Linked DNA regions of Ovis aries: region 2 is linked to region 1. The links are chromatin contacts, called in public Hi-C maps. All regions are on one chromosome and are shown on one strand. Each heading gives the region's core, a stretch centred on a gene start, on an enhancer-like site or on the middle of the called end of the contact. The rest is flanking DNA. Distances are from core to core; before and after follow the strand shown. Region 1 overlaps GSAP (gamma-secretase activating protein). Region 2 holds the start of CCDC146 (coiled-coil domain containing 146).

What was found. A called contact is a pair of places that touch in the nucleus more often than the background predicts.
Region 2: a contact with region 1 is called in a Hi-C map of hypothalamus, with 8 times the contacts expected there. The contact joins the promoter of CCDC146 here to the enhancer-like site in region 1. A contact is called at or near these places in 8 of 16 Hi-C or Micro-C datasets (hypothalamus, liver, mesenteric adipose tissue and 4 more).

The regions. Positions count from the first base shown.
Region 1 is chr4:45,377,421-45,381,516 of ARS-UI_Ramb_v3.0, reverse strand. It overlaps GSAP (gamma-secretase activating protein), which reads right to left. Exons shown (of 32, transcript XM_042249168.1): 20 at 932-1,060. Among named protein-coding and RNA genes, the nearest start is that of GSAP, 66 kb to the right of the region's middle. Within about 2 kb of position 2,671, at least 7 of the 54 cell types and tissues checked have an H3K27ac peak or open chromatin away from gene starts, as enhancers often do. A contact at or near this core is called in hypothalamus, where this site is marked.
Region 2 is chr4:45,542,513-45,546,722 of ARS-UI_Ramb_v3.0, reverse strand. CCDC146 (coiled-coil domain containing 146) reads left to right here and starts at 1,461. Exons shown (of 17, transcript XM_060414653.1): 1 at 1,461-1,569. FAM185A (family with sequence similarity 185 member A) reads right to left here and starts at 1,153. Exons shown (of 10, transcript XR_006059764.2): 1 at 478-1,153.

The sequences.
Region 1 (4,096 bases), core at 1,422-3,921:
GACCTGCAAGTCCAACTATATTTTATATATCAATACAATAACACTACAACTCTAGCCAACAATGCTACAGAGAAGAGCTCACACACTCTTCACCCAGCCTCTCCCAGTGTTCATCTCTTATATAAACAACAGCAGTGCAATACCCAAACCAGTGAGCATACAGTTTTGCCATCTTATCACATGTATAGATTCACATATGACAATGTACAGCCGTAATCCAGATACAGAACTGCTCCATCACCCCCAAGATCTCCCTTGTGTTACCCCTTTATAGGAGTCATATTCACTCTTTTGCTTTCAACCATTCCTAACCTGTCTGTCTGCGCTCAGTTGATCAGGTGTGTCCGACTCTCTGTCACTCTATGGATTGTAGCCAGCCAAGCTCCTCTGTCTATGAGATTTCCCAGGCAAGAATACTGGAATGGGTTGCCATTTCCTCCTCCAGGGGATCTTTCCCATCAAGGGATCAAACCCACATCTCCTGCACTGGCAAGTGGATTCTTTACCACTAAGCCATCAGGGAAGCCCTCCCTAATTCCTGCTGCTTCTGCTGCTGCTAAGTCGCTTCAGTCGTGTCCAACTCTGTGCGACCCCTAACTACTAGCAACCACAAATTTGGGAACCTATAGATTTTTAAAATTACTTTTTAACTATGTAAGTAATGCAAGAACACATCTGAGACTCGAACGTGAATCCCACTTCTACTATGAATGTGTTGTGTGTGTCCCTTAACCTCTTTGCGCTTTAATTTCCTCTTGAAGAGAAAGAGATCACAGAAAACCTTGGTCTGCCTACTGGGGATCAGCAGCACTAATGAACAGTGCCTGGCAACAGTGGCGAGTGCTGGACCTAAGCCAGCTTTATGACATAAGGGCCTCACCTAACCTAACCTGCTGGGCTTCTTGCTCTCCTTTCAGGAACCCACACATACCTCTTCTGAGATCAGGTTGTGCCACTCTCTCCTGACCATGCTGTTGTTATAGTGTAAGTGTGGCTTGGAGTACTTCACATATTCCAGGTTAGAGTTTAGTTTTTCCCAGTAGCCCTTAAAGCTATGCACCTGTAAGAGACAAAAACATCAGTGGGCTCGAGAAGCAGGTTCTGTGGCCTGAACTACATAGCACGGCCCATGCAGGCCTTCCTACAAAGCTCTCATGAGGCAGCATTTCTGACCATATACTTCCCACAAGGGATGGTAGTCTTGTCCCGACAGGAATTCTAAAACAGACTCAAAGAGGCTTGCCTCCCTCCCTTTCTTTTCAAGCCCCTTTTACACACAGAGAGAGCTGCTCACTTCCCCAAGCCAGTGTGACTCCCCCTGGGTGAAGGCTAAGCAGGGAAGCCTGCTTTGAACACATCAAGTCATTTCCTCCCCAGAGACCCATTCTGACTCAGGTTATATCAACAATGCCCTGTTCAGTGACAGAACGGTCACAAGATTTGGATCACATGGAAGTATAGGTTTACTTTCCAGTTAAGTTTATTTACTTCCAAAGGGTCTTTTTCAAAACTCAAGAATCAGAATGGTGAAGTGAACTCCTTTCACACTCAGTTGTCAATTACTTCAAAATGGAATTAGCTGGCAACCATCTCCCTCTAGGTTTTTGACATATTGATATCACTGTACTAGCCCGAAGCAAAAAATATTCATTATGTTCATTTTAAAATAAAATGCTATAGTAATATATTTTTAATGTTAAAGGATATCCTGACAAAAAATTGTTTTTGCAAATTAATGAAGACAGATTCATGATACCTATTATCTTGCCAAAATATATGCATTTATAAAAGATTTGACTGGGATCAAGGGTGCAATGCGTGGCCAGGAAACAAAGTGACCTTAATGCCTACAGCGGGAACAGACTTGGCTGTATTACAAGGGAAAAAAAAAGAGAACTTTAAAAAAATGCCCCATCAAGAAAAATGCCCTTTGTTAAGTAATAGCACATCACCCAAATTCTTACTGAAAGCACAGTCACAAGTGGCTTAAAATGGATACCGGTATCAGGAAAGTGCGTTACATAACAAAACGAACTTGCTATTTTAGAAGCTTGAAAGGCCTGTCCAGCCAACACCCATTTTCACAGAGACAGGAAGAGCTATGTCCAAGAAATTGTTATTTCCAGAGGAAATCGGAAACCAGGAGTCAGGTCCCACTCTACACCTGCCCTACCTCTCTTATCTTTTCTTTCCCTGTCCATACCTTGATAGTGGATACATCTTTGCCCACCATTTTGTCTCCCTTATATTGCAAGCAAACCCTGGAGACAACTGACAGAATGAGGACCCTGACAGGAAGTCGCTACAGCTTTTCTTGCTGCAGCTATTCTACATCTGAGTTTAGGCTGCTGCTGCTGCTACGGCTGCTAAGTCACTTCAGTCGTGTCCGACTCTGTGTGACCCCACAGACGGCAGCCCACCAGGCTCCCCCGTCCCTGCGATTCTCCAGGCAAGAACACTGGAGTGGGTTGCCATTTCCTTCTCCAATGCATGAAACTGAAAAGTCAAAGTGAAGTCGCTTAGTCGTGTCCGACTCTTTGCGACCCCATGGACTGCAGCCAACCAGGCTCCTCCATCCATGGGGTTTTCCAGGCAAGAGTACTGGAGTGGGGTGCCATCGCCTTCTCCAACTAGTGCCCAAAGCCAGCAAATTAACTGGTGTTGTGGTGCCATCTAGTGGTCAGTTATGCATCTAGTTCTGCCTGCTTTGCATTGGAGACCCACTGCTCGGTCCACCCAACCTTGCCCAGGATGAGACAGGGGAGGAAGGAATGATGATGTCCTACCTGGGCAAGCCCCTCTTCCCCTCAGGCCAACGGCATCCTTCTGTCAGAAGACCCTATTTTCATACTCACACTGCGGCTCCCAAACTACCTTCCTCTCACCCTCACCCCATTAAAAAAGTCCCTTTCCTCATAACCTTGTCTTAGTTGAGAATAGGCAGATAAAACAAGTCCAAGGACATGTTTGAGGCGGTCCTGAGTCTAATGATTGTATGTAAAACAGAGTATGTGTTCTTATGAGCACTTCTCTGGGATGAAGGTCTACAGTTTATATCCATTTCAAAGGAATCCATAGCTTAAAATAGTTAAAACTACTGAGGTAGAAGGGAACATTAAGTTTTAAAACAATAACTTACATTTAAATAAGGGTAGCCAAAAGCCCCAGAAATATTTTAATATTTGTAGGTCTATTTAATATGGGTCGGAGAAGGCAACCCTTCTCCAGGCCTCCAACTCCCAGGATGGAGGGGCCTGGTGCGCTGCAGTCCATGCGGTCTGGAAGAGTCGGACACGACTAAGCGACTTCACTTTCACTTTTCACTTTCATGCATTGGAGAAGGAAATAGCAACCCACTCCAGTGTTCTTGCCTGGAGAATCCCAGGGACGGGGGAGCCTGGTGGGCTGCCGTCTATGGGGTCGCACAGAATCGGACACAACTGAAGTGCCTTAGCAGCAGCATTTAATACGGGTAGGTGACTGAAGGAGGTCACTGGGCTGGATGTTACAATATGGATATTGAGAGAGCGCAAACAGTTAATGGCATATGTCACTACTTGGTATCTACTAGATAAGGAGGCAATTTTTTAAGCTATGAAAATTTACGAAGATCATTATAAATTGGAAGGTCTATTTGGAAGTCTGTGCTTAGTCACTCAGTCATATCCAACTCTGCGATCCCACGGACTGTAGCCTGCCAGGCTCCTCTGTCCATGGGGATTCTCCAGGCAAGAATACTGGAGTGGGTTGCCATGCCCTCCTCCAGGGGATCTTGCCAAGCCAGTATCGAACCCAGGTGTCCCACACTGTAGGCGGATTCTTTGCTGTCTGAGCCACCACGGAAGCCCAAGAATACTGGAGTGGATAACCTATCCCTTCTCCAGGGGATCTTCCCGACCCAGGAATCGAACCGGGGTCTCCTGAACTGCAGGTGAATTCTTTACCAGCTGAGCTACAAGGGAAGCCCATTTGGAAGTCTTGGAAATAGATAAGACCCAGAAGATGAAAATGGATACATAAGTGAAAAGTGAAGAGAGGATGTTCCAGGTGCAGCTCCCAGAAAATGAGCAAAGATTCAGACCATAGACAGAGCTTT
Region 2 (4,210 bases), core at 212-2,711, 170 kb before region 1:
ACACTTGGTCCAGACTATACGAAACATACTATAGGCAAGGCTGTTTGGGGAACAGACCGCAGGCCATGAGCAAGTGGAAATGTGGACCGCCTGCCATGCCACTGAGTGGATTATCAAGATACGTTAACCCTGAAAAATAAAACACTTTGTAATGGACAAAGTGCAGTAACACAAATAGGAACAAAGTGTCAAAGGAGGATACGACAAAAAAAGATGTTATGTGGCTTAGGTTATTCCAAATCATGTTTCTACTAGATTTATAAAATTGCTATAACTGAAAACTTAATTCCTAACTGCTACTCAGAAACCTAAAGCAGAACAGAAAAAAAAAAAAAAAGACATAGCTTCTGAAGGGGTCAAGAGTAAATTACGTTGAAAAGTCAGATCCAAAGGGACAAATTAAAAATGCACGTCGGCCTAATTTCAGAAGTTCACAGGGTGTGCCCCGGGACCCAAACCCGTTTTACAATCACTTGCCAAACTTCAGGGGCGCGTTCACTTCCACGGACGCCCGGTGGTCGATGACATCAGCCACGATGGTCACCTCCTTCTGCGCCTCGTCGTAGTTCACCTGCAGGCCGGCCAGGGCCCGCGCCCCGCCCTCCACTCCGCTCACTGTGACCAGCACGCGGTCGCCGTCTGGGTAGGTGAGGGGGTCCAGGGGCCTCACAGTCAGGTGGCATGGGAGCCGCGCCCGCAGACGGCCGAAAGGGCTCACCAGCAGCGCCCACTCCTTCAGAGTCCCGCGCGCAGGGTCAGACCTAGAGACCTCGGGCTGGGACCCACCTGAGCCGTACAGCCGGGACTGACATGTCCCACAGGCCCAGCGCCCGGTGGCCTCGCCGGCCCACACTCTGAGCAGACAGAGCCGGAGGCAGCCCAGCCCCCGTCCCGAGAAGGGGAACATGGCGTGCCCCTCTTTCTCCCACAGATTACTTCAGCCTCAGGTTAGTCTCTCCAAGTCCAGTCGGCTTGCCGCTGTGCTGACCAAGCCAAAAGGGAGACAGACGCTTGATAAGAGGGTTTGCTGAAGCAACAGCAAAACCGCTCACTTCATTCAGCAATGTAAACGTCAGCTACACGGGTCTGGGCGGCAAATTGCAATTTTAAAGTTCTAAGAATCCATCCTGACCAGAACCCCTTGCCTACTCCCGCCCCTTTCGCAAAGGCCGGTGGGATAGGTAGTTCCAATGGTGGTCAGATGTTGAATGGCTCGGGCAACTGAGAAACTACATTTCCCAGAAGGCAATGCGCAGGATGCTGAGGGTAGATACGGCAGGTGTTGGACGGAACTCGGAAGGCCTGCGCTTTCCCCTCAAGCCCATTAGCCATTGGAGGGACGTGGGGGCGGGGGGAGGGGGGGAACCTACACCGGAACCCACTGGCCAATGGAAAGGGAGGAAAGCAAAAGATGGGCCAGGCTGCTTGGTTTCCTTGGATACCGAGGACGCGACTTCTCCGAAGAGGGTGGAGCTTTGGAGTGAGACGGAGGAAGATCGTCTGAGGGAAAATAGGAGCCTAAATAAGAATCAGGACGAAGAGAAGAGCTAAGAAACTGCGCTTTTAAAGGTGAGACCGTGATTTAAAATAGGAGTACCCTCAGTGAGTGGTTAGCTCCAAGCGTCATTAAATTAGTTCGGGTTACCCTGGGATGGAGAATACCTCTGCAAGAGGTTAAAGACTCATTAGTGCTGTCAAAGGAAACTCCCTCTTCGAGAGTAAAATATAGGAATAGCATTAGCGTCCTGTCTCCTTTCAGACTCTAAAAGACCTCAGGCCAGTCTTTGAATGTATCTGAGTTTAAACTGCTTGCTCTTAAAATTAGGTCAATAATACCTTGTCTGGCCTCAAAGGTTTTGTTTTTTGTTTGTTTGTTTTTTTTTTTAATTTTAGGGATCAAATGAAATAATGGATGTGAACACCGGTGCACAGGCTAAGTTGAAGTTTATACTATTTTTATTTTATATCTAAAAATCCTAATGAACTGAGCTAAAGTCCTCAGGGGCCCAAGTCACAGAGTTCTTTGCAAGCCATTACCTGTTTAAAAATTCAGTGTTTTTCTTAAGTTATCCTTTCCTCCTTTCTGTCCTGGTCCATCTCCCTCCTTATAAAGGTTCACTCATGATAGGGGCAAGCTTTTAGGTTCATCAAGTTCCCACTGCATATTACTTCTGTCCTTGGCTTTGTGTTTCATTTCGCCATAATTATTCAAACTGATCTTCAAACTGTCTTTTTAATAAAATCCCACAGGAATAACTTTGGGAAAGGCATTGGTTTAAGCATCTTGAGAATGCATTCAACTTAGCTGTTCAGTTCAGTCACTCAGCTGTGTCTGATTCTTTGCAACCCCATGGACTGCAGCACACCAGGCCTCCCTGTCCACCAGCAACTCCCGGAATTTACTCAAAGTCATGTCCATTGAGTCGGTAATGCCATCCAACCATCTCATCCTCTGTCATCCCCTTCTCCTCCTGCCTTCTATCTTTTCCAGCATCAGGGTCTTTTCAAATGAGTCAGTTCTTCACATTAGGTGGCCAAAATATTGCAGCTTCAGCTTCAACATCAGTCCTTCCAATGAACACCCAGGACTGATCTCCTTTAGGTTGGACTGGCTGGACCTCCTTGCAGTCCAAGGGGCTCTCAAGAGTCTTCTCCAACACCGCAGTTCAAAAGCATCAATTCTTTAGCGCTTAGCTTTCTTCACAGTCCAACTCTCAGATCCATATTTACTATTTTCAAATAAATAAAACGGACCAAAACCGTTATTTTTTGGATCATCTGAGCTTTAAAATGGAGATTATGTACATTAAGGTTAACATAAGATATTAAAAAGTTAGTGATCCTTTTATAAGTCTGATGTCATGTAGCAAGTCTGTCCACATATCAATAATAACCAGTAAAAGTACTACCTTCCACATTTATGACATTATAGTTTTCAGAGCATGTTCACATGTATCATCTCACGGTATCCTCACAAAACACTCTGTGTTTAGCAGGGCAAGTGTTATTATGCTTACATTATTGATGAAGAAACAAGTTTTGAAAGATTAAGAAACAATTAGGTCTGACCCTCTCACCACTCTTCTAAAAGGTCCTTCTATCTTCCTGACACCTTTGGAGAAAAAAAAATTATTTACGAAATGAATAGAAAGTCGTATATAACTTCCCCCCATATTTAGAGTTTACTTGTAAAATATTTTTGCACAGTCAGTTTTGTAAAAGCCATTCCTGCAGTCATGAACATGCAGTGCTGGTAGGAGTATGTTCTTAAAACTTTCAGAGTTCAGTTTAGCAGTATGCATGGTGCTGCTGCTGCTGCTAAGTCGCTTCAGTCGTGTCCGACTCTGTGCGACCCCATAGATGGCAGCCCACCAGGCTCCCCCGTCCCTGGGATTCTCTAGGCAAGAACACTGGAGTGGGTTGCCATTTCCTTCTCCAATGCATGAAAGTGAAAAGTGAAAGTGAAGTCGCTCAGTCGTGTCCGACTCTTAGTGACCCTATGGACTGCAGCCTACCAGGTCCTCTGTCCATGGGATTTTCCAGGCGAGAGTACTGGAGTGGGGTGCCATGGCCTTCTCTAAGCACCTTAAAAATGTGTGTATCCACGACCTAGAAATTGTACTTTTTGGAACTTAATGTAAACATAAAATTAGGGATATTCACAAAAACTTACATTCAAGGAATTTTTTTACAGGATTACTTATGATAATAAAGAACTGAAGCAACCTAAATGTCCAAAAATAGGAGGGTGTTACATAATTTGTGAACATCTGAAATATTATGCAATAACTTTAAAATTATATTTTGAAGACTGTTCAATTATATGTGAAATCTTCTACAACATAAAGAAAAACCTATAGTTCTCCTTCTTTGTATGGAAGAACTATACCCACAGCTACCACACTCACATAACTTTCCTTCTGACACTTTCAGTCATCCAATGTGTGGAGGTTTTCCCCTCAACAAAAAGCAACTTCTGTGACACCAGCTGGATGTCCTACAATTCAACTCAGTTCTGACACTAATGTTAGATCCCATAGGTTAGGGGTTCAATTCCACAAAACTGTTCCCACCCACCTCAGATGCCGAACACAAGTGGGAGGTCCTCAGGTTACCCACAACTTCTATCCCATTTGGCTAGAAATTGGAGATTCCCACAAGCCCCTCCTCAGATTCAATTAATTTGCTAGCGTGGCTCACAGAAATTGGG